6 separate regions of the Mus musculus genome follow, and regions 2, 3, 4, 5 and 6 are each linked to region 1. A link is a contact called in public HiChIP or PLAC-seq, Micro-C and promoter capture Hi-C data. All regions are on one chromosome and are shown on one strand. The core of a region is the stretch at or near the end of the contact, and the rest is flanking DNA. Distances in the headings are between cores, read along the strand shown. Region 1 holds the start of Cbr4 (carbonyl reductase 4). Region 2 holds the start of Ddx60 (DExD/H box helicase 60). Region 3 holds the start of 4930512H18Rik (a long non-coding RNA gene). Region 4 overlaps Palld (palladin, cytoskeletal associated protein). Region 5 has its middle 45 kb from the start of Sh3rf1. Region 6 has its middle 21 kb from the start of Sh3rf1.

Region 1 (3,863 bases), core at 577-3,076:
TAGAAGACACTTTCTCCTTAGTGTCTTTCTTCCCCTCTGGCTCTTACACTATTTCCACATCTTTGTTATAGATCCCTGAACCCTGAGCAGACGGGTTTAATGAAGATATCCCATTTAGAACATATAGTGAGTATCCCAACCTCTAACTCTCTGCACACTGTCCAGGTGTGGCTCTCTGTTAGTTCCCGTATACTGGAAGAGGAAGCTTCTCCGGTGAGGGCTGAGTATGACATTGACCAAGGGAAATAGCAGAATGTCATTTGGAGTCTTTTTTATTGCTACATTACTTCATCAGGACAGTGATATTTGTCGTAGGTACTTCCCCTAGGCCTATTTAGTCTCAGGTTTTTGGTCACCAAGTATTGACAGGCTTAGCTTCATGGGGTGGGCCTTAAATCCAGTCATGGTTTTTGCATAAACATTGTTTATGTAACCAACAACTATTGCATGGGCATGTCACATTCAGGGCAGATTGTCATTGTAGATCTAGGGGTGTTTAGTTGAGTTGGTATTTACCTTTCTTCTCTGACAACCAACATATTTGAAGATTGTCTCCAATACCCAGTGGAACACACACACACACACACACACACACACACTCACACCACTAGCTAGACTTGATGGGTTAAAAATATGTATGGCTTTGTTTTATTACAATGAAAAACTTCATAAAACATTGGAACATGGGATTTGTAGCAACATAAATCTGGTCATTCATGTTTTGCTTAATAAACTATATAGTATTCTCTTTAAGGTAAAAAAAAAAGAAAAAGAAAAACTTTAAAATTAATGTGCAACTTTTCTGGTAGGTCCCCACCCCTCCCCAATTTAGAAATCAATACTCAGACCCGGCTTTGCCAGCTTGCTGTGCCTTCAGTCCTCACTGGCCTTTTGATTTCTGGTGTTAATACAACTTTGTACTTTAATAAACAATTTAGCCCATTAGAGTTTTATGTGAGTTAGTCCTGTTGCTCCAGAATTCTCCCTACCTCCAATAGGGACTATGGTCTACTTTTTTATTTAGTACACTAATATTCTGTCAAGAAATGTTCTCTTTACACTAGAATGCTAACAAATCATGCCATTTATTTATTTATTTATTTATTTATTTATTTATTTATTTATTATCTGTTTATTTGGGAGGCATGGTTGAGACAGAGTTCTCTGTGCAGCCCTGGCTGTCCTGGAACTCTAGACCAATCTGGTCTTCAACTCAAGAGATTTACCTGCCTCTGCCTCCTTAGTGTGGGATTAAAAGCATGCACCACCATGCCCAGCTAACTTTTTCTTAAAAAAAAAAAAAAAAGCACTCAGGATATCTTATTTAGGAGTATAGGAACCCAATATTGCCAATAATGACCTAAGCTTGCTCTTTAATCTTTACTCTATTCTGATCAGTCGAAGAGCGTGGAGGCCCATACCTGTAGATGCCAGCAGCTCTGTGGAGGCTGAGGGAGGAGAATCATAGAGAATCTGAGGCCAGCCTGGGTAACATAGCAGGTCTTTTCCTCAAAAAGAGGAGTACAAGCATTTATTGAATCCCTCTACACAGTGTTCTTTCTTTGTTGCTGTCTTTGAGACAAGATCTCACTCTCTAGACCAGGCTGGCCTTGAACAGTGATGAGTGAACAGGCCTGAGCCACCACACACGGCTTGTGCTCTTTGACAGGACATTTACCCTCATAGAACTAACCAGGCTTGGGAATAGGCATCCAGCAGCAGTTACTAAAATGCTCACAAGTGCAAGAGAGTAAGGACTACAAGTCCCAGAATGCAATGCAACCCTCGAAGAGTCCGTGTGCACTGACGTCTAATCCTCGCGCCTTGTTTTGTGGCCTGGGTTGTCTGTTGAAAGGAGAGCATACTGGTTTTGTCAGTAGCTGTGTCTTTTATTACAAGTTCTGAGTCTCAGGGATCCATCTTGCTGGTCCGCGGTCCAAGATGGACAAAGTCTGTGCGGTTTTTGGAGGCTCCCGGGGGATCGGCAGGGCGGTAGCCCAGCTAATGGCCCAGAAGGGTTACCGTCTGGCGATCGTCTCCAGAAACCTGGAAGTGGCCAAAGTCACCGCCGGCGAGCTCGGCGGTATGTACCGGAAGTGTCCTCGCCGTGCGACCAAGGTGCAAGTCCTTGAGTTCCAGTCCACGGGCCCTGCCCATGTACCCGGGTTTGCGCCCCAGATCGCTCGTGCCCCATGACCAAACACTCACAGGGGCTCTCGCCTACTCCAGGCAGATTCTAAGGACCCCTGACAAGTAGTTGCCTTCCCCGCGGCCAGTGCTGATATTGAGAGCTGCCTTGCTCTGGCCTCTGGGAGGAGAGAATGGACGCGATTATACTGAAAGTAGAGAAGTCAGATACAAATGGCTAGATTGCATTTTGCTGAGAGCTCTTGCCCTTTGCGAAGGCACCCGACAGTATTTCAAAGAGAAACTCTTGATAAGTCAGGGTTGCTTCTCCAAGCCCATCAATGACTTTAGTAAGTTACTAATTTGTTTTCCCAGGCCCTTTGATTGTATTCCTATTCCAGCCCCCCCCCCCCCAACCCCAGGTTATTAACGGATTAGTCATTGCATTGCAAGTTTAAGTCTCGTTTGGAGAAGACAACTTGAAGAATGGAGAAAAATACATGTCACTATCAGGAAAGCATTGGGTATCTTGTAGGTCTAAGAGTGTCTGGTGCCGACTATATTTCTTTACTTATGTGGAAATAGCCTTGATATGTAACTCACACTGGCTTTGAACTTGTGGATCTCGTGTCTCAGCTTCCCAGTTGCTGAGATCTCCTTACTGTGATGGGACGGTGATGTCTTTAGTACAGAGTACACTCTGAACCTGCGGTGTGGTATCCAGCTTTCTCGGACATAGGGTCTCACTACGCAGCCTAGGTTTCCCTTGGATCAGGAGCTGGTCTCTGCCTCCTCCGTGCTGGGAACACAGGGGAACACATCTGTTCACCTTGGGTGTGAACACGAGCCTCAACACCTAGCCAGTCAGCATTGCTTCCAGTTTGCTAGATACTCCACCTTGCCCTGTGGTACTAGTTACCTGTTCTTCGGCTCTCCATCATATAGTTGGTTCATCTTGATGTATCCCTATCATAAATTGAGGAGCATATATATTAATATGGTAGCTTATCAGATAGGGAATATGTTTACTTTGAAGTCAGGGTTGCTTCCCCAAGCCCATCAGTGACTTCGTGAGTTTGGTGATAGGGATCAGGGAGTTCTATGGAGCCACCTCTCTTGTCCATGCTGGCCACAACCTTACAGTAGTAATCTCCTATCCCAAAGCTGAGACGGAAGGTATACACTACCATGCCCAGATTTAATTGCAGTTTTAAAAATCACATTTATTCATTTGGTTGGATGAGTACATCTATGTCATTGTGCACCTGAGGAACTCAGAGGACAGTCTGTTCTTTCCTTTCATTGTATGGGACCCAAAGGTTCAACCCAGATTGTTAGGCGTGGTGGAAAGTGCCCTTATCAAGTGAGCCATCTTGCTGGCCCTGACCACTTTTGTTTCTAGACTTTCCAAGCTTATTTCTTCTTAAGGGTTTGAGGTGTCACTCAGAATAGCCATGAACTTGTGAGTCCAGCAAGTGCCAACATTATGGGTAGCCAGGTACCCATAGTTCTTGTGTCTAAATCTCCCATTCAAGAAAACTCCAAAGTTAAAGTTAGATTTCGATAATGTTTTATTTTATGTACTTGCTGTATCCTAGAATTTGGCAGGCAGAGGCAAGATGAGCCTGAGTTTTGAAGTCAGTCTAGGCAACACAGTAAAACCTTATCTCAAAGCAAAACAAAAACAAAACACTCATACACAAGACGGAAAAAACAAACCTCATTATTTCTCCTTC
Region 2 (3,863 bases), core at 941-3,440, 440 kb after region 1:
TTCGTTCACTTTTTGGGGCTCCTGTACTGAATTATTCACAGTCGCTTAGAACAAGAGTAACTTGTTCTTAGTTCTGAAAGTCAGTTTCACTGGGTTCAAATCCAAGCGCCATCAGGAGTGGTTTCTAGAAGATCTAGAAAGGAATCTGTTTTCTGTAATACTAACCTGTCAGACAGGATGTTTCCACTGGCACAGTAGTGGTATGATAACCAACGACATTCTGATTTTAGGATTTTAGGTCTATTCTACAGGAGCAACTCATGTCTGACCTAATCCAAAACCCATGAATGGCGAAGTTATAGGCTCTAAAGGGGAAACTACTCCTGTTGCTTTGCTATATGGATATGATGTCAAACCGCCTTCTAAATATTTGTATCTATATTCATAGATTTGGGTGGCTCTGGAGTAGGTGATGGTTAATGCAGAGATAACTGGTGAATAAGGGACAGCTGGGCACTCATCCTAAAATGAGACATTGATATCTTTTCCTCCAAAGCTCAAGGAATATTATGGGGGAAAGGAGGGAAAGAATGTAAGAGTCTCAAACAGGAAAGAGTGCTGTGAAACACTCTCTTCTGGACACGACATGCCTGTTATACCTGTGAATTCATAGTAACAGTGACTATCAACACAAGACAAGGCTCATCAACGTTCCATCACTGATGAGGGGAGCTCATGAGCTCTTCCTGAGGACCAGTAAACATTAACAGTGAGGGAGACATATCCCTCAATGGTGGCCACAGAGTTGTCCTTGCTCCAGTAAATTATATATATATATATCCTGATGTGACATGTCCTCAGCCTACCCCCTGTGTGCTATAATTGTAGACTTTTGACTTGAAAACCCTGTTTTCTCCACCGAGAGCTCTCCTGAGGTGCCAGCTTACTCTTGGTCAGCTGGCTGTGTAAAGAACTCACAGTGCTCACAGTTGGCTTAATAAGCATGGAGATTTGTAACCTGGAGTAGATTATTTCAATTTCATTCCTTGGTTTGTGGTTTTCCATCATCTTCATAGAGTCTTGCTAGAAGACTACATATGTAATCAAATTACCAGCCTGAATTTCTGCCTCTGTCACCACATTAAGAACCTGCTTATGATTATTTTGGGCCCACCTGAGATAATCCACTTATATCATGCTCCTTGGTTTAGGCTATGCGTGCAGTATCTATTACCACAGTTACCACAGTCTCAAGGAATTAGGTCGCTGACTTAAATTGGAGGGAACAGGAAAGGGTGACATTTTCTCACCCAGGAGGACAAAGCCTCAACAAAGCCCAGACACCTCTACCTTTTCAGGTAGTATTTTAATGTAAAGGAGGACAGAAAGGGTGGGACCTTTTCTTACTGTTACCAAGGAAACAGGGGCTAGGTCAAAAGCTGACCATGAGGGAAGGGTCCATTCTTAATGGCCTTCAAAACAATGGATGTTTCTCAAGTTATCTCAACACATTGCATTCTGTTGCTCTTTCCCCATGGATGAGAGTTCTGCCAGTGCCTGACAAAATAGCTTTTGGTCCCATTGTTGTCACGGTCACCCAAATGCAAGAGTCCCCCACTTTCTAGAATTCCAATATTGAAAATAGAATTGTCATATTTAGAGCCTTCCTAAAGTTCAGCAAGCATAGGATACTAAGCAAGCCAGCTTTCAAACCCAAATTTCAGGTATTGACAGGTAAAAAACCAAGCCAAACCAAATCAAACAAAATCAAAGGAAAGAAAAGTTATTAAGGCTGAGATAAAAGTAGGCTCCATTTTCAGCTTGTTTAGTAGTGCCATTCGGCTAAAGAAGATCCCAAATGGATTAATCACAGGCTTCAATAATAGACTCATGTAATCTCAAATTCCTACCTACCTTTAAAATACTACCTGAAAAGGTAGAGGTGTCTGGGCTTTGTTGAGGCTTTGTCCTCCTGCTGTCGTTAGCACAGTAGGAGCAATTGGCACAGCGCCCGGAGTTCTGCTGCTACAGCCTCTCCAATGTTGCCTTGCTTAGATGTCTCCAGATTTCCCTGTCAAATCCTCCTCCTTACCTCAAGAATCCCAAAGCCTCTGGTTTTCCTACCTTAACAGTACTAACTTTACCAAAGGATGCGCAAAGCTGCATTCACCAAATGCTCTTTGATTAGTGATGAATGGAAACCGAAACTTAAAGCTTCTGGGAGCAGAAGAGAAACCGAAACTATCCTTCACTTATAAAAGGCGGCCTGAGAGACTCACAAGTTGCCACTTTTTGGAGCTAGCGATTGGTCTTAGGTCTCCTGTGGTCGACTGTGTGCTTGCTTGTTACCTGCAGCGCGGACCAGCGCGCTCAATACCTGCTGCGCAGACCAGCGGTTCTCTGCACGTAGCAGGTCCAGGTTCCCGGTCTGGGCTTCCCGGTGAGGCCAGGGGGTTGCTTCTGGGCTCGCCAGGGGATTGTAGGGCGTGCCTAGGTCAGAGTATCCCAAAAGAGGAGCTGGAGCGGAGCTGAGGGGACAGCACTAGGAGGTAGCTTTCAATGGGCAGTGGAGCACAGACCCACCTACCCCAGTGGCCAGTACTCGGTGGACCACAGAGGGAAGAGGTCTGAGTGGTGAGTGGCAGGGAAAAAGATGCCTGACTCAGTCTCTTGAGGATCCTTTGTAAACGGGTAGCTGGGATAGGGATCAATAAGTAGGGGCATTGGGGTGTGTGCACAGCCAATAAATGTTGAACATCCCCACCAATAGTTTTTCTCCTAGGTGCCGAATCGAATCGGGGCCCTACTTCAGGCTTCCAGAGCTAGAAGCAGAATGTGAAGAAAAACCCAGATGAATTGTAGTTGCCCTGAAATTGCAGTGGCTAAGACAAGTTATGCTTTACTGCAGAAATGCATCCCCCCACCCAATCTCTTCGTATGCTAGCCCTAGCAGTCTCCCTGGGCTTCCTGGTACTCCCCATGGAACCCAGGTTGGGCCAACTTGGAGTATCCCGCTGCCTCAGTCTCCCTGTTTGAGTCATCTGAGATTTAATGTATTCATGTGTAAGGAGCAGGGATTGATTTTCTGTTTCCTCATCACAAATCAGCACAAACTGAGTTGCTTTAAACACAATAGGTGTTTTATTTTACAGATTCTGTTTAGGCACAGGCTAAGTGCTTTTTGCAAAGCCCAGCATAGAACTCAAGATGTCTGCCAGGGCGGAGCCAGGTTCTGGGTGCTCATTTTGGTTCCTTGAGGTCAGTAAGAAGTCTGGAATTCTCTGATTTCTTGCAAGTTGTTGATTAAGGGTAACTCAGAGTCTGATACCTTCCATTGTCACACTTCAGGTCACTTCTCACAGGTGGCTGTACTTTCCAAGGATATAGGAGGCTTTCTCAATTAACTAACATGCCTCATTACCAGAGAGACTGTCCTGGTAATAAGGGTGTCAGGACGCCCAACATATATATACGTATATACATATATGCATATATATATACATATATACATACATACATATATACATACATACATACGTACATACGTACATACATACATACATATATACATATATGCATATACATATACACATATACACATATTCATATATACACATGTATGTGTATGTATCAGGTCTATCATGTTTTGCAGGATTTTGTGACAATTCTTGTAATTTCTTTTCATAGTGAGTAAAAGAATGAGAAATCAGTAAATAGCTTTTAGATTCACTTTTTAAGTGTGTGTGTTTGTTGATGTGTGGGAATATGCATTTGAGTGCAAATATACTAGGAGTCCAGCGTGGTTGGATCCCTTGTGCTGTTACAACCTGTTGTGAGCCTGTGTACATTCTAGGAACAGAAGTTGGTTGGTCCTCTACAACAGCAGTAGACAGTCTTAATTACTGCATCATCTGCCATCTTTC
Region 3 (3,863 bases), core at 656-3,155, 420 kb after region 1:
AAGGAAGCTTTCTGCAGAATAAATGCTAAGTCAATCACTTCAAGAGTATATACATTATTTTTGGTTATATAAACTGACTACTGCACTGCGATTATACAACAGGAGCAATGATACAACTGAAGATCTGCTTTTCTCTCAGTTCTAGAAGCGCTTTCTGGAAGATGGTTGGTGTTTCAAATGTCCACACTGTGTAGAATTACGGTTGGGCATTTTTCATAGAAATGAATTTGAACCTGTGCCTTCATTTTCTTTGTTTTTGTATTCCCCATGTCTCTCAGACAAAAGAAAACACATCTCACCTTACAGTTTCCTAGTGCATAGTATCCTGCACTTAGTTTCAGCTCTTCATTTCTCTAGAGTTCTACCATTCTGTTCTCAGGTGCCCCTTCCTATCCACATCATTGCATCTGATTTTTTTCTCATTGAAGTTCTCCCCAGTTCCGAATGGATATTCTGTCTCCTATACAGAGAAACCAGGAAAGGGAAACCAGAAAGGTGGCAAGGAGGAGAAAAGAAACTGAAACTCATCCTATATGTGTAGAAACCAACATGTTGGAAACTCTGACAGGTGGACTCCAAGGTCCAGCGTCTCCGCAAACATCCTCCTTGAGCTCTGAACTCTGTCCCTTCTCCTCCACTCCCTCTTGTGTATGTCTAGGATCTGCACTCCCAAGTGAGGAATGGGGATGTGAGTGAGTCTCTCTCTCCCTCTCTCTCTCTCTCTCTCTCTCTCTCTCTCTCTCTCTCTCTCTCTGTGTGTGTGTGTGTGTGTGTGTGTGTGTGTGTATGTGAACTGGTGCTTGTAAGTCACATTTTGGGATTGTTGAAGTGCGTCCTTGGGCAGAGACCTACAGTGAAGCTGTCTATCTTTTGGTCAGACTAAGAAAGTAGAGAAAGCAGCACATTCCACCCGGTGGGGTTAGAAGACCTCTTGTATGTGATACAGATCTTCAGGGGTTCAAGTATATGTCTTGCAATTCTGCTGCGTTACTATTTTAGTCTAAGCCAGCTAGCTGACTTCCAGCTCTGAAATCTCCATTTCCTCTTCCAACCCTGGTTGCATACTTACAGAGAAGTCTTCCTGTGGATTGCTTTCTGCCTTTGAACAATACACTGGATCTCTCATTAATTGTCCTTCAGTGCACTTGTTATCTGGATTGAAGTCTCTCCCCTTCTCTCTACTGCAATCTCCTTTCCTGCCCTTGTAAGGGCAGAGATCTGATAGGCAACCTACAGGCACAATCCCTTTTAAGGCAGTTTATGGTTTATCTGGAAATATTCTTTAAAGATTTGTGACATCTGATTTTATTTGTTCTAGTTGGTGCTTTGAGATATTTGTTATTCCCGATGATTTACACTTTTATGTTTTTAAAGTAAAGTTTAAAAATTATTTTAAATTATGTGTATGTCTTTGTGTGTGTGTGTCTCTCTCTCTCTCTCTCTGTGTGGGGTCTGTTCATTTAAGTGCAGGTATCTGTGGAGGCTAGGGGCACTGTATCCTCCTGGAGCTGGCAATACAGCTGGTTGTGAACCACCTGATGTTGGTACTGGGAGCAGAATCCCAGTCCTCTGGAAGAGTAGCAAGTTTTCTCAACTGCTGTGTAAACTTCCAGCCCTTACATTTTTGTTTTTATTCTTAATTCCCAAGATTGTATATCACTATAATCTGCCAAATTGGTGTGTATGGTGTAGACTGAGAAGGTGAACCTGCTAGTAAAGGTGTGCTCACTCCACTTTTCAAAGCCAAGTATGTTCATCTCAAAGTATCCTCCAGGGACCCCTTGTCTGTGGTCGAGCTAGTCCCTCTAATTCTGGGATAGGGAGGGAAAAAAAGTCTAACCAATAAAAATGTTGTGCCTTTAGGAGATCTAGAAAGTAAACTGTTTCTAACTCATGTTAAAATTGTTTGTTGCATGAAATTACAGAACCAGCAAGGAATGGAGAGATGACTCAGCAGTTAGGAGCATTTGCTGGACCTGCAGAGGACCCAGTTTCATTCCTGCCATCAATACCAAAACGCTCACAAACAACTTTAACTCCATTTGCAAAGGTTCTGGCACCCACTTCTGACTTCTTTAGGCACTGCACACACACAGTGAATATACAGACAAACAAGCCTACACAAACATGGATAAAATTTAAAGATCTAAAAATCAAAAGGCTATCGCAGCATGTAGGAAAAACGGGAAGTTCAACTTAGGACATTTAGCCTTTGGAGGCTCAGCCATGGAGACAAAGTTCAACTGGGAACTCCGGCTATTATCTGCTACATGCTATGAGCAGCCAGTTAAAGGATATGAGCTCTATCTGTTGTTATTTGTTATTTTCATTTGGAAGATCACCGCAGTGGACACTCTGCCTGGAGACTCTTTCTGTTGGGACTGCCAGCTGTTTGCTTTATAGGGGATTCCCTAGTTCATTTGTGCTGGATGGTTTGTGTTCCTACTTTGATGATATTCTGCCATCTTTCTGCAACTTGCCGTTATCCTTTTACATTGGCTTGCTGTACAGTCACTATGCTGACTTACTCAAAGCTAGAAATGTGGCTACTGTAGAGTATCCTTTATACTGCACAGTCTTCCTTCCCCGGGCACACCAAACCTTGCTCTACTCCAGTGCTTTGCATATTTAGACTTTAGGATTTTGCAAGCCTGTTCTGTTCTTACCACATGGGTTTAATCTCTTTCTTGCGGGTACATTCTTTTCCGGTAAGAATCTTTGTAACACTTTTCCTAGTAGTATGTACATTATCTAAGTGCAGCAGTCTGCTCGTATCCTCATAATATGGTTATCACCAAGCATAACCCATAGCAGATACACAATAGCTGTTGAGTTTCCTGCTTTCTTCTCTTTCTTACTTAGCAGTCTTGCTGGATTTTTGAGAACTAACCCTATTTTTCTATCCTTTCTCTCTCTCGTTCTCTCTCTCTTTCTCTCCATCCATCCATCTATCTTTTATTTATTTATTTAGGGATAGGGTTTCACTATGTAGCCCTAAGTGGCCTGGAATCTCTATGTAGACTAAGCTGGCTTTTCACTCAGAACTGTGCATATCTCTGCCTCTCAAGCTATCCCACTTCCTAGTGGTATTTCACATGTCCTATTTATTTCATTACATTTTCACATTAATAAATGGCTTTGTGCTTTTTAATCCCTGGATTGCTGCAGACCTAAACATTGCTTAATAAGTATATGTGAAATGAAGACATGTCAATCATTCATTTACATCATGAAAACGTATTAGTCATTTGTATATATTTTTTCTTTTTAAAAAATTTCCAACATTTTTATTGTTTGGGAGTTTTACATAATGTACCCCTATCGCATTCCTATCCCAGACTTCCCAGATCCAGCGCTCAACCTTGTGGGTTTTTTTCCAAGAAGAAGACAAAGAAGAAAAAGGAGGAGGAGGAGGAGGAGGAGGAGGAGGAGGAGGAGGAGGAGGAGGAGAAGGAGAAGGAGAAGGAGAAGGAGAAGGAGAAGGAGAAGGAGAAGGAGAAGGAGAAGGAGAAGGAGAAGGAGAAGGAGAAGGAGAAGGAGAAGGAGAAGGAGAAGGAGAAGGAGAAGGAGAAGGAGAAGGAGAAGGAGAAGGAGAAGGAGAAGGAGAAGGAGAAGGAGAAGGAGAAGAAGAAGAAGAAGAAGAAGAAGAAGAAGAAGAAGAAGAAGAAGAGAAGAAGAAAATAATCTATTGGAGCATGGTCAAATTTCCAGTGGCCAGCCTCTTAAAGAAAACTGAGACCTTACTCATCCCCATTCCCACCAGAAGCCATCAACTGTGAAGAGTGACACTTCAGGATCCTTATCACAATTTTTAGGAGTTCTCTTCAATGGCTTCTTGTCTAGACTCTTTCCTTTTAAGAGGG
Region 4 (3,863 bases), core at 844-3,343, 380 kb after region 1:
CAGCGGACAAATCAATGCTCAGATTTTAAGAGTTGAAGATTAAAGGAACTAGGCATGTAGTAAGTTTTTTTAATTGGCAACATAACTCTTGCAGGTATATATTATAGATGATACAGTGCTTATAAAGTTGCTTTGATTTGGAGTGAGACAGACACACCTTGTTAACAGATTCATTATTTGTCTTGCAATGACCTGCAAGGGTTTGGAAAAAAAAATCAATCCAAATATAACAGCTCTCACACTGGAGGGATGACACTGGTTCTTTCTCTGTGGAGTACTTGTTGTTTAAACCATTGTTTTTCCTATAATTAGATAAGACTGGTGGCTTTCTAATTTGAGGTGGCACATTAGCAGGTTCCATTAAGAAATGGTGAAACAAAGGAGTCACAACATAGGCTCCAATCTACTTCTATTAAAGAATTTCAGCCAAATGTTAAAATCTGGGGTAAACATCATGTGGTTGAGATGTCACAAAGATGACTGCATCCAAAGAATTGGTGTCTACTTTTAGTCAGTGGAATTGTCTCTAAGGGAACACAACAGCATTTTATAGAGAATCTCCTTGCTTTCCTAACCACTCCCACATGGCACCTGACTCGATTTCTGCCAACTTGAGGGGTACCTGTTGCCCTGATACGCTCAGTGACTCCTCGTTTGTTAACAACGCTTATACATAGTGCAGAAGATAGCAGTTTCTTTAATCTTGTTGCTTCCTTCCAAAAGCTAGCTACCTGTTCAGGGTTAAAGTTATTTGTGTCATAAAATGACTGTCTCGTGTTGGATTGACAGTGGTCTTTCATAGCAAAAGCCTATCAGCCACCATTGAACTCATTGCAATCATCATTGCAATGACCCTTCCCAACTGCATTCCAGGCAATGACGATGGTGTCCTTACCCTTGGCACACAGAATAAAGGATCCTGGCCAACATAGGCCAGTGCACTCCTAATTAAAGTGCTGGCAGTGGGATACAAGAGTTAAATAGTACCATGCTGGATTACAAATCAGATTGATTCTGTTCTTCTTGGCATTGCTGCTCTGTTTGTGAGCGCGAGCGAGTGAGCGAGGCCTGGCTGCTCTGTTTTCCAAAGCTGCACCAACTGTGTTTACTGGTAAAGACGTCCTTAACTCTTGAGAGTCTGATGGGACTGCACACGGTGTGACATTTTCTCAGGAGGACCATGAAGCCCTTCTTTTCCAGGCTTTCTCCATCTCATCTTGGGTAACGAAGGAACCCATTTATAGGCTTCTGCTTTTAGAGAAGCCATCAGCAGGCAGACAGTAATAACCTCTATCTCTTGTGGTAAAACCCACTTTGAGGCTCTTTCTCTTAAAGAAAGAACTCATTTTATTCTAATGGGAGGTTATTATTATTATTAATTATTATTATTATTAATGTTTTTCTTTTCTTTTCAACTGTTTTCTCTTCCTCTTCCCTCTGCCTTCCTTTTGGAATATTCTCCTCTATCAACTGTCAGACCCTTTCCCTAAACTTCATTCTCTCTCATTTGAAACACTTTTCCAATTCCGGCAGCCAAGGTTCAATGCCATCCCCTTGGGGAGAACCCTTATTTCCTTTGGTATCCTTGTTTATGTTTTGTGGCTGATGATTGCAGAATCAGTAGACACTGGTTGCTGAGAACATGCACAGAGATACAGAGCCCGCCTTCACTGTTGGAACTCATACACAAGAGGACAAAGCGAGTTCCTACACGTGTTTGTCACTTTCCAGCCAGGGCAGGCTTACAGTTATATTTCCCCATCAGTGTACAGGTGGCTAGTGGTTCACTTTTATTCCAGCAGATTATTCAACATACTACTATTTTATTTATGGCTCAAAGAACTAAAATGAAGCAGGAAAGAGTATTCCTATAACTACATGTCACTTGAACACAAGAGGGACAGTTTTGCATCTTTCTTTATACAGCAAGCTGTGCTGGGTTTCAGACATAATTCTATTTGCCACAGTTACATTTATAATGTAACTCCTAAGTCAAAGGAATGTGGTGTTTACAGAGAGCTTGTAATAGCTGTAATTATACATGCACACACTGTGTGTTCCACAGTGAGGTATTGCCCCGGGCAAATGAAGGAGCAGGTCGTGAAGAAATTACATCAGAGTCATAGAAAGGATTTGAAAGCCTGGGCGGTGCTTGCTGTGGAGGCATCTGAAACTTCGAAGTCAGGTTCTTGAAAAACAACAATTTCATACCGGTAAATATGCATAGGCTCATTCATTTCCCTTTGAGAGTTTTGCAGTCTGCTATAAAACTTTAAGCAAGACAGTACAAAACCAAAGCCAACCTACCTAGTTGGAGAAAAGCGTGTATCTGTTACTCAAACCATTTTTTTGAGTTTTCTTCTTTCTAAAATTATTGGAATACAAACAAAACAAAACTGAGGAACAAAGTGTTGGGAAACTACTTTCAATTGACTTTAGCAACTATTTAACAGGTACCTATGAAAGAAGCTGAGGAAACAAGGAATAATTTAAAGAACCTCAAGAGAACAATGGTCAAGAGGCCTGGGTTTAGAAAGCTTTCCAAGTTGACTGTGAGTCACAATGCATGGCTGACCTTCACAGCTCTGAGGTTAGCAAGAGAATGGGGAGACCATTAGGGTTGGGTGGGTGGGTGGGGAAGCGGTGATTGGAAGAAATCACCTTTCCTTTGATTTAATTTCCATTCCCTACAACCATAAAGGAACAGAAGGCCAAGTAAGGTAAAAGCTGCTAGAAAGTAGAAATATACAGAGACTCCAAGGAAGTCTTGGCGGATTCTGACCCCAATATGCATGCTTAGTACTCTGAGAAAATGGGTATTGAAACGCCTTCAAGCATGTGTTTGTGTTTCTTAGAAGCTATAGTTTGTCCTATCATGCCGAGGCACTGCTTTCCATTATCTCCATAACCTTGTGAATACTTAGGACTAAAAAAGGAAACTGCAGTAAAAAGATTTTAAAGACAAAAAACAAGTTCAAAGATTTTTGAGCAGAGAGAATATGGGGGAGCTTATGCCAAATCAACAGTAATATAAGTAAGAATTTTTAAAAAGATTTCATTAATAAATTATGTTTTACATGTGTATGTCCACTGTTTCTCGCCATTCCCCCACCCCACCCCCCGCCCCCTGTGTGCATGCACTTATGTGTTGTGCACACAGAGTTGAGCTCATCAGAATTGCAGTTACAGGTGTTGGCAGGGCTCCCAGCTCTGGTCCTTGTGACTATATAGCAAGCACTACTAACCACTGAGCCATCTCTTCAGCTCCAAAGAAACCATTAAAAAATAACAAGTGAGGCGTCAATATGTGTTAGCATATTACTATATGTCCAACACAATTTTAAATTTATATCTGTCGTGGTTGACCTAAACACTACCCTAGAAGTATGTAGTTCATTATTTCTATTTTACTAGGAAGGCTCTTGAGGTATGAAAGCTTAAACTTACCAAGTGCCCTATTTGATACATGGTAAAGCCGGAATTTCCCTCTCACTCTAGAATCTGTAAACAACTACTGTACCCAGCCATTCTGACATTTTCTGTTTGTTTGTTTTGTAAGCCAATTTCTAATTCTAAAGGGATTCCTTACACATGTCTTTATTTCGTAGGTAAATTTCTTTATTGGTTGTTTGTTATTAGTGTTCTTGTCAACTATGGAAACTTGCCCAATAGAAGATAAATTGATGGGAATTCCCAGTTTGGTTCCTGCTATTGATGATTGACACTAATGACAGTTTCAACAACAAAATTCCTCACTATAGCAATATATCTTCTTTTTCTTGGACACAGAGCTTGCTTTTTTTACTTATTTAATGTTCTATCTATCTATCTTCATCATCATCCTGACCATCATCATCACCATG
Region 5 (3,863 bases), core at 886-3,385, 310 kb before region 1:
CTGATAAAGCTATAAGCACTCTGAAATCAGAACCAGACAGGGACAATGACAGAAAAGAAAATTATGCACCAGTTTACTAACAGACAGACTTAATTATGCTGAATAGAGTTAGTAGATCACATTGTCAGTGTGTTAAGCAAAAGCACAACACACTGAGTTTCAAGGAAGTAAGAATATTTAAATATTTGACACAGGTAACTCAAACCACACAGGTGGGGGAAAACACCAGATAAAGCCTGCCTACCATTTGTTCAAAAGTCTTAAAAAAGGAATTTAGCAAACTAGGATTAGAAGGTAATTTTTATAAACTGATGGAGAGTAACAGTCAAAAACTATATCACACATAATACGTAATGCTGAAATGCAGACCCTTTGTAAAGGTCCAAGGCACACAGTGATGTATTTCTGTGATCCTGGAACTCGAGAAGGAGAGGTTGCGGAGTTTGAAGTTACACAGTAAGAACCTATGGCAAAAAATCCAATCCAATCCAATCAAAACAAAACAAAACAAGCAGAAACAAACCCCTGAAAATAAATCGTGTAAACCTGATTTCTAATCAGGTACAAAGAAGTTTCAGCACACGCAATCCGTGCTACTTGGGAACTACAGGTCCACAATGAGGCTCGCTAAGGACTGAAGGGGTTATAACCAAAGAGACAGAAAGGAGCTGGGCTTGGTGATGCATGCCTGTAATCCCAGTTCTTGGAAGGCTGGGAGGCAGGAGGATTACCAAAAGACTGAAACCAGCCTGAGCTATGCAAAGCAAGTATCAGGAAAGCCAGGGCTACATAGCATGACTCTGTCTCAAACAAACAAAAACTAAACAGTTACTTCTTACAGATAGTATTGATTTCCACATAGAGAGTGTAGAACTACCTATAAGACATTTCCAATGCATTAAACATTTCATTTGGCATAGATTGCTGTGCTGGGGAATGCTGAATTCACAGGCATTTAGCCACTACGATGGCCTTCCAGACTTTGCTCAATTTGTAGAGTATGACAAGGTGATTGGGAGAGATAAGATCTTGCCTTCTAAGTTCACAATCTGGTGGAAGAGATAGGCAGTTCAAATGCGTTCACAGCGAGATACAGTCGCCACTGGAGGACTTGCAACAGTTCCAGGAGTCTTTGATCGTGGGTAGATACAGAAAGAAGATAACAAAACTTCTCAAAGGACTTGGGGTTCCACTGAGCTCTGAAAACTGAAAGGTGGTTACTCAGACATCCCAAGGAAGAGTATGACTGAATGAATACACTTGGAGTGTGAGAGGCAGAGTGTGACTTGAGGCAAGGAGAGCTCCAGGGCTTGAGAGGAGATGGAAATGAGAGGCAGGAGGTGAAGGGCCTTGAAAGCCATGGTAAGAAGTTAGGGCACTATCCTAATGACCTGGGAGGCAGCCAAGGCAGTGAAACAGGTTCTGCTTTAGAAAAACAGCCATGCCTGCAATGTTGGGAGGGAGGGAGGGAGGGAGGGAGGGAGGGAGGGAGGGAGGGAGGGAGGGAGGGAGGGAGGGAGGGATTGGAAACGAGCAGGAGCCAGGCTGGTGCTAGGGAGAGAGGTTACTTGGGAAAGCAGAGCGATCTATGAAGATGGTCCACTGAGGGCCAGGAGACAGCAAGCAGGCTTATGGCATTGTCAGCACATGGGGACACAGGGCTAAGATGGGATGCATGCGCAGTGACCGTTGTGGTGTAGATGATAGCAAAGACTTGGAGGAGATGCACCAAAATCGCTGAAATGCCCTCTTCGTTGTAAAACCAAACGTTCTTTTGTTTCCTTCCGTGTTTTAAAAAGTTTTCTATTAAGTGCAGTGCTTTCAGTATCATGAAATAAATTGCTGTTTTACTTCTCCTAACAGCTATTCCTTAGAGCTTAGCTTTTACTGAGAATAGCTCATTACAGCCCAGGCTAACAGAATATTCTCTCACAGAAAATGCTTCGCTCTTCATTGGTTGTTTCCGATGGCAACTTGTAATCCCCCAAGGACTTTGTGTTTTAGAAGCTTGCAAATCACATGAAAAGGCTCAGGCTTTGCAGATTCAGGGACCATGATTGCTAGCACTTAGCAGGCCTGGAAAACCTCTTAATCTCTTTAGAAATACCAACTACCACTCTCTCAGAGCTAAGTGGAATAACGAATGAGAGAGTACTCATCAAACCCACGCCGATGTCACTAGTCACGTGGTACGGCCAGCCGAGCTGAAAAGCTTCTCCTGCCGTTTATGACCCTCGAAGTCTTAACTCAAAATCAACCCTCCTGAGCTATCTTTCCACACTTCACTGTTCTTTCAAACACTCTGTCAGGGCTGGAAAGATGGCTCAGTGGTTAAGAGCACTCGATGCTCTTGTAAAAGACACAAGTTCAGTTCCTGGCACCTAGGCCGGGCTGCCCGTAACTGCCTGAATCTGAATATTTGACACCCTTTCTGGCCTTTGCAGACATCTTTTATCCTGTAAGTTGTTTCTCCTCGGGTATTTGGCTACAGCAATAGGGAGCAAAGAGTACAGCTCTCTGTAACTGCAGTCTGCTTACTCAACAGTTCTGTACCTTTGATTATTTTCAAAGGAACAGAGAGGGGCCCAGCATATGTCTAAGATGCCGTTAGAACAGTCATCCCTCTGGGGTTTAACAACCTTTTCAGAGGGGCCACATATCACATATCCTGCACAGCAGATATTTAAATATCAACTCATAACAGTAGCAAAATTACAGTTATAAAGTAGAAACAGGAAAGCTGAGAACCACTGCTCTAAAAGATGCCCTATGAGCCTGCATTGTGTGAATTTTCTGCTCATCGGGGATAATTGTGATCTGTATTGTATTCACCTTTAAGAACCTCAGACCAAGCCGGGCGTGGTGGCACACGCCTTTAATCCCAGCACTTGGGAGGCAGAGGCAGGCAGATTTCTGAGTCCTAGGCCAGCCTGGTCTACAAAATGAGTTCCAGGACAGCCAGGGCTATACAGAGAAACCCTGTCTAGAAAAAAGAAAGAAAGAAAGAAAGAAAGAAAGAAAGAAAGAAAGAAAGAAAGAAAGAAAGAAAGAAAGAAAGAAAGAAAGAAAGAAAGAAAGAAAGAAAGGAAGAACCTCAGACCTACTGTATCTGATAGAACTCAATGGACTTTGGCTCAGGTCTTACACAAATCATCCCATAGGGGCTGATATAGTAATTCCCCACCCCCACCCATCCCCACTTCCGTCCAGTGAATTCTTAGCCATTACAAGTGGCACTGTTAGGAGGTGTGGCCTTGTTAGAGGACGTGTGTCACTGTGAAGAAGGGGTTTTGAGGTCTTAAATGCTCAAGCTATGTCCAGTGTTAAGCATATCCAGTCTCCTCTTGGCTGTGTTTGGATTGAGATGTAGAACTCTCAGCTCCTCCAGCACCATAGTTCACAAGCACACTGCCATCCTTCCAGCCATGATGACAATGGACTAAACCTCTAAAACTGTAAGCCAGCTGCAATTAAATGTTGTCCTTTATGAGTTGCCTTGGTCATGGCGTCACTTCACAGCAATGGAAATCATAACTAACATGCTGTTTTCGATTACTTTGATGCTTTTATATTCTTCAAAAACAAACAAAAATCAGTTTTATTTTGTTTTGAGTACTAGGTATTGAATCTAGGACCAGTGCATACTATGTGTTTCTATCCCAAATTCTTTTTCCAAAAAAATTTTTTTTGAGATAAGTTGCCTAGATTGGCCTTCTGCCTCAGCCTCCTGGGGATCTGGGATTACAAACCTATTCCACTAGATCTGAATAAAAATATATTACCTTCATTCATATGACCAACTTTTCAATGAGGTAGAAATACAGGTCTATATTGAAACTCCTATTTTTACATATCTGTACACA
Region 6 (3,863 bases), core at 763-3,262, 280 kb before region 1:
TGTGTTTGAGTGTTCAACCGGCATGAATGTATGTGAACCATGCATATACCTGGGTCCCACAGAGGCCAGAAGATGTCAAACCTCTAGAATTGGAGTTCCAGATGGTTATAGTCATCTTGTACGTTCTGGGATTCAAACCCAGGTCCTATGAAGCTCTAAGAGAGCAGGCAGTGTTCTTAACCACTGAACCATTTCTCTATCGATTCTTTCATTCCCTGTGTGTGTGTGTGTGTGTGTGTGTGTCTTGCAAAGCGAGAGTACTACCAATGAATGAGTTTCTTCAATATGTTTAAGATGTAGCCCAGGCTGGCCTTAGACTCACTACGTGGTCTAAGATGACCTCATCTTCCAGGTCTTGTGATCACAGGCATCCATCATCACACCAGCTTTCTCTTTTATTTTTATTTTATTATTTATTTTATTATTATTGAATGTTTGAGACAAGGTCTCACTATGTAGCTCTGGCTGTCCCGGAACTCCCTACATAGACCAGGTAACCTTAACCTCACAGAGCTCTACAGACCTCTACCTCCTGATTGCTGGGACTGCAGGCGTGTACCACCATGCCCAGCTTTTTCTTTTACTTTTGAAGCAGTTCACAGCATACAGAATGTTTTTCAGCCACCCTTTAAATATTTCACTCCCTTGCCCTCTTCTTGCTTCGGAGGAGACAGAGGTATAATTCCAGTCGTTCTCCTGTATAAATAAAGTTGCTTTCCCTCCCTGGCTTCTTGAAGGATTTTAAAAACCCAACAATTCCTGATGTTCTAAACTCTAAAGGCTACGATGCCCAGGTGTAGTTTTTCTGCTTGTTTGGGTTTATCCACTTCCTGCCCCCTGAGCTTCCCAGATGTGTAATTTTGTGTCTGACATCAATTTGGGGGAATTTCTCAGTCATAACTGCTCTGCTCCTTTCATTATTCTCGGGGCGGGTGTGCCTGTTGCCTGTGTGTCACAGCCTTTGAAACATCTGTATACTCCTGGATACTCTGCTCTGGGCTTCTCTGCAGTACTCCCCTTCCCTCATTTGCTTCTCAGTTTGGGATCTTTTGACTTAGAGAGATCCTCAAGCACGGAGCTCCTTCCATTCTCTGTGTTCAGTCCGCTAATGAGCCCATCAAAGACATTCTTCGCTTGTTACAATGTTACAATCCTTTTGGTTTCCACTACTTATTTTAGTTCTTAGGATTCTCACCTCTGCCTAAATTGCCCATCTAGTCCTGCAGCGTCTATTTTGTCTACTATGCGCCTTAGCATATTTGAAATGGCTTATTTAGTTACTGTCTTTTCTTTTGAGACTGAGTCTTACTCTGTAGCCCAGGCTGGCCTTAAAGACTCCATGTAGTCCAAGCTAGCACTGGGCTTACTTTGCCTTGTCACCATGTGCTTTTGCCCTTTCGTATTTATCATAATTATTTTTAATCAATGTACTGGGTTAAAAGGACTGCTATCAGGTCATGAGGTAGCATGGCATGAGGTTGGAAAGCGTTCTACAGTTCCATGACTGGGACTTAGTCTTGAATGTCTTGTGTGCTTCTGAGCTCCCCTGCCCCTTGGGCAGGGGGAGATGGCTACAGCAGGCTGCAGTTGGGTATTTCCCTGTCATGGGCTAGTCAGGCTCTAACAAAACCTCAGCTGCTGTACTCTGGCTAGACCTGTTTCCCAAAGGCAGGCTTGCTAAGACCACTCCCCTTGTGGTATTTTGAAATATTTCTTTCCCTTCCCCCACAGAGGCTCAAGGAGATTTTCTCTGGTCCACAGGGTGCTGGCTTTGTTGAGCTTCAAGAGTGGACTCAGTTTCCCCTGAGTCTTTCATGCTCTGACTTGCTCACATAGAACTTCCAGCAGCTTGTCAATTATAGCTCAGGTTTTCCTATCCTGGTTCTTGCACAGATATGAGCTTGGCGGTTTTCTTTTCTTTCTCCAATTTTGGGGTGGTGTGGGGGAGTGGCTTGCTGATGACTTCATATCTCCTAGAAGGAGACTCTGACTTTCATTTGCTTAGTTTGCTGCTTACACAGAGTGGCAATCCCAGGATGTCTATACTCTAGACTGGATGTTTTCCTTTGCTTTGCTTTAGCTGAAATGAATGTAGGCAAGTGGACTCTCGAGCTTTGAAGGAGCTCTTCTGAAACCCAAGAGGTCCGAATTTGAGCAGGATTTATTGATTGGCCCGTTACACAAGTCTTATCTCAACTTTCAGAAACTGGTTTAACTTCAACTTGACCCAGAGTTTGGAACTGAATAGGTTATATTCTGAGTGAGGGCCTGGTGTGGGTCCTGGACAATCTGATTACATCTTATCTGGAAGCTGGCCTGGAGGGCTCCGGTCGCTTGTCTTTTATCTTCTTATTCCTGGATCCATCCACTTTCCCCACATATGCCATTTAATCTTTGAAACACTCTCTCCTGCAACTCTACCTGTGTGCTCCAGCTTGGCCTGGCTCCTCCCTGGGTCAGCTGCCCAGCTGGGTACTCTGGAGCTGCTGTGCCCTGAGATATTTGGTTTGACACAATCATTTTCAGATGCCACATGCTCTTTCTTGTTTTGGTCCATTGCTCATTTAAGCACATCTTCACATACTTCTTCAGAGGGAAAAAACAAATGAGAATTAGGTATGCTGGTGTATGTCTGAAATTCTAGAACTAGAGAGGCTGAGGCAGGAGGATTGTGAGTTTGAGATCAGGGGGGGCTACATGGGGAGACTCTGTTTCAAAAGTAGATACAAAAATATTTTAGAGGGCTGAAGGGATGGCTCAGTGGCAAAGAGCATTTATTGCTGCTGCAGAGGGTATGGGTTCTATTGCCAGGACCCACATGGTGGCTCACAGCCATCCATAACTCCAGTTTCAGAGGCATCTTATTCTGGTCTCCATGAGCACCTGTACACATGTGCCTAAACCCCACAGGGCTATATACGTACAATTAAAAATAATAGAAAACAAAACTTTTTAAAGGTCTGCAGTTTTAGAACTACTAAGATTGCCCAACTCCCACCTTAATCTATAGATTATCTGATTATAGACACAACAATACATTTCCTATTGTTTTCTTTCATCTGCTTGATGTGGACATCAGTGACTCTTCCTCCAATCAAAGTCATTGTGAAACCATTGTCAGATGATCCTGGGAGGGCAGGGAAAGGGGATATTATAGCCATGGATGCTGTGAAAGGATAACATGGGAATGGGCTACACCTTGGTATGCTCCAGGCCAGAAAGATGGAGGGTCCAAGAGATGTCTTGAGGCAAAGGTTAGAACTGAGATTACTAGAGAGAGTTTGGCCCATGGGATCTACAGTCAAAAAAAAAAAAAAAGAGACTAGCCTGGCTGACCAGGATGGCCAGCGTTAGCCTGGAGCTATAGAGGACAGCGGGTTAAATTCTAATTCAGAAAAGAGATTGATAATTCTTTCCTTATGTCTTTCCTGCATAATCTGTTTTACCTGGCAGCCCCAGAGCCGACTCAGCTTTCCCTGCTGGTTCTTTTGGTGCTCAGGTGACGTGGATGGTCAGGTAGCATGTGGGCTGAAACATCTCTGTCATTGAGGCTGGGGGAATGTGAATATTTGTTGATAAGAAAAGTAGGGAGTCGCACGCCTTTAATCCCAGCACTCGGGAGGCAGAAGCAGGTGGATTTCTGAGTTCGAGGCCAGCCTGGTCTACAAAGTGAGTTCCAGGACAGCCAGGGCTATGCAGAGAAACCCTGTCTCGAAAAACCAAAAAAAAAAAAAAAAAAAAAAAAAAAGAAGAAGAAGAAGAAAAGAAAAGAAAAGAAAGAAAAAGAAAAGAAGGGAGCAGAGAAGCTTAGATGAGAGAAGACGTGATATCTTGTTTACAGGGTTGGAGATAACAGAGACATG

The links. Promoter capture Hi-C pulls out the DNA fragments that hold promoters and counts their contacts. Hi-C and Micro-C count contacts between places; a contact is called where the count stands out from the background. HiChIP or PLAC-seq counts read pairs in DNA pulled down with a chosen protein or histone mark. Capture Hi-C pulls out chosen DNA fragments and counts their contacts.
Region 2: a promoter capture Hi-C map of adipose tissue shows a contact between it and region 1. The contact joins the promoter of Ddx60 here to the promoter of Cbr4 in region 1. A contact is called at or near these places in 6 of 39 promoter capture datasets (the 3T3-L1 cell line, the C10 cell line, hippocampal neurons and 1 more), 1 of 484 Hi-C or Micro-C datasets (hematopoietic stem and progenitor cells), 3 of 115 datasets of contacts at active chromatin or transcription factors (bone marrow-derived macrophages, fibro-adipogenic progenitors and microglia) and 2 of 9 other capture datasets (adipose tissue and liver).
Region 3: an H3K4me3 HiChIP or PLAC-seq map of bone marrow-derived macrophages shows a contact between it and region 1, with 7 times the contacts expected there. The contact joins the promoter of 4930512H18Rik here to the promoter of Cbr4 in region 1. A contact is called at or near these places in 4 of 39 promoter capture datasets (embryonic stem cells, frontonasal cranial neural crest, liver and 1 more), 1 of 115 datasets of contacts at active chromatin or transcription factors (bone marrow-derived macrophages) and 1 of 9 other capture datasets (adipose tissue).
Region 4: a contact with region 1 is called in a promoter capture Hi-C map of embryonic stem cells, with 2.8 times the contacts expected there. The contact joins the enhancer-like site here to the promoter of Cbr4 in region 1. A contact is called at or near these places in 5 of 39 promoter capture datasets (the 3T3-L1 cell line, embryonic stem cells, hippocampal neurons and 1 more), 4 of 115 datasets of contacts at active chromatin or transcription factors (T-cell acute lymphoblastic leukemia, bone marrow-derived macrophages and embryonic stem cells) and 2 of 9 other capture datasets (adipose tissue and embryonic stem cells).
Region 5: a contact with region 1 is called in an H3K4me3 HiChIP or PLAC-seq map of stem cell-derived neural progenitor cells, with 20 read pairs. The contact joins the enhancer-like site here to the promoter of Cbr4 in region 1. A contact is called at or near these places in 9 of 39 promoter capture datasets (the 3T3-L1 cell line, cranial neural crest, embryonic stem cells and 5 more), 1 of 15 datasets of contacts at CTCF or cohesin (the NIH/3T3 cell line), 1 of 484 Hi-C or Micro-C datasets (embryonic stem cells) and 11 of 115 datasets of contacts at active chromatin or transcription factors (the NIH/3T3 cell line, the SCID.adh cell line, bone marrow-derived macrophages and 5 more).
Region 6: a Micro-C map of the AtT-20 cell line shows a contact between it and region 1, with 4 times the contacts expected there. The contact joins the enhancer-like site here to the promoter of Cbr4 in region 1. A contact is called at or near these places in 21 of 39 promoter capture datasets (the 3T3-L1 cell line, 3T3-L1-derived adipocytes, the C10 cell line and 13 more), 2 of 15 datasets of contacts at CTCF or cohesin (pro-B cells and stem cell-derived epiblast-like cells), 18 of 484 Hi-C or Micro-C datasets (the 3T3-L1 cell line, the AtT-20 cell line, the C10 cell line and 10 more), 17 of 115 datasets of contacts at active chromatin or transcription factors (the 230-238 cell line, bone marrow-derived macrophages, craniofacial prominence and 9 more) and 5 of 9 other capture datasets (adipose tissue, embryonic stem cells, liver and 2 more).

What each region holds. Positions count from the first base shown.
Region 1 is chr8:61,485,908-61,489,770 of GRCm38.p6, forward strand. Cbr4 (carbonyl reductase 4) reads left to right here and starts at 1,827. Exons shown (of 5, transcript NM_145595.2): 1 at 1,827-2,083. The coding sequence starts at 1,942.
Region 2 is chr8:61,925,897-61,929,759 of GRCm38.p6, forward strand. Ddx60 (DExD/H box helicase 60) reads left to right here and starts at 2,191. Exons shown (of 38, transcript NM_001293783.1): 1 at 2,191-2,380.
Region 3 is chr8:61,908,900-61,912,762 of GRCm38.p6, forward strand. 4930512H18Rik (a long non-coding RNA gene) reads left to right here and starts at 1,906. Exons shown (of 3, transcript XR_870457.3): 1 at 1,906-2,050; 2 at 3,339-3,863.
Region 4 is chr8:61,864,573-61,868,435 of GRCm38.p6, forward strand. All of the region lies in intron 2 of Palld (palladin, cytoskeletal associated protein), which reads right to left. Among named protein-coding and RNA genes, the nearest start is that of Palld, 36 kb to the right of the region's middle. Within about 2 kb of position 2,094, at least 4 of the 459 cell types and tissues checked have an H3K27ac peak or open chromatin away from gene starts, as enhancers often do. A contact at or near this core is called in embryonic stem cells, where this site is marked.
Region 5 is chr8:61,176,821-61,180,683 of GRCm38.p6, forward strand. No RefSeq gene overlaps it. Among named protein-coding and RNA genes, the nearest start is that of Sh3rf1, 45 kb to the right of the region's middle. Within about 2 kb of position 2,136, at least 16 of the 459 cell types and tissues checked have an H3K27ac peak or open chromatin away from gene starts, as enhancers often do. A contact at or near this core is called in the SCID.adh cell line, embryonic basal ganglia and stem cell-derived neural progenitor cells, where this site is marked.
Region 6 is chr8:61,201,594-61,205,456 of GRCm38.p6, forward strand. No RefSeq gene overlaps it. Among named protein-coding and RNA genes, the nearest start is that of Sh3rf1, 21 kb to the right of the region's middle. Within about 2 kb of position 2,013, at least 5 of the 459 cell types and tissues checked have an H3K27ac peak or open chromatin away from gene starts, as enhancers often do.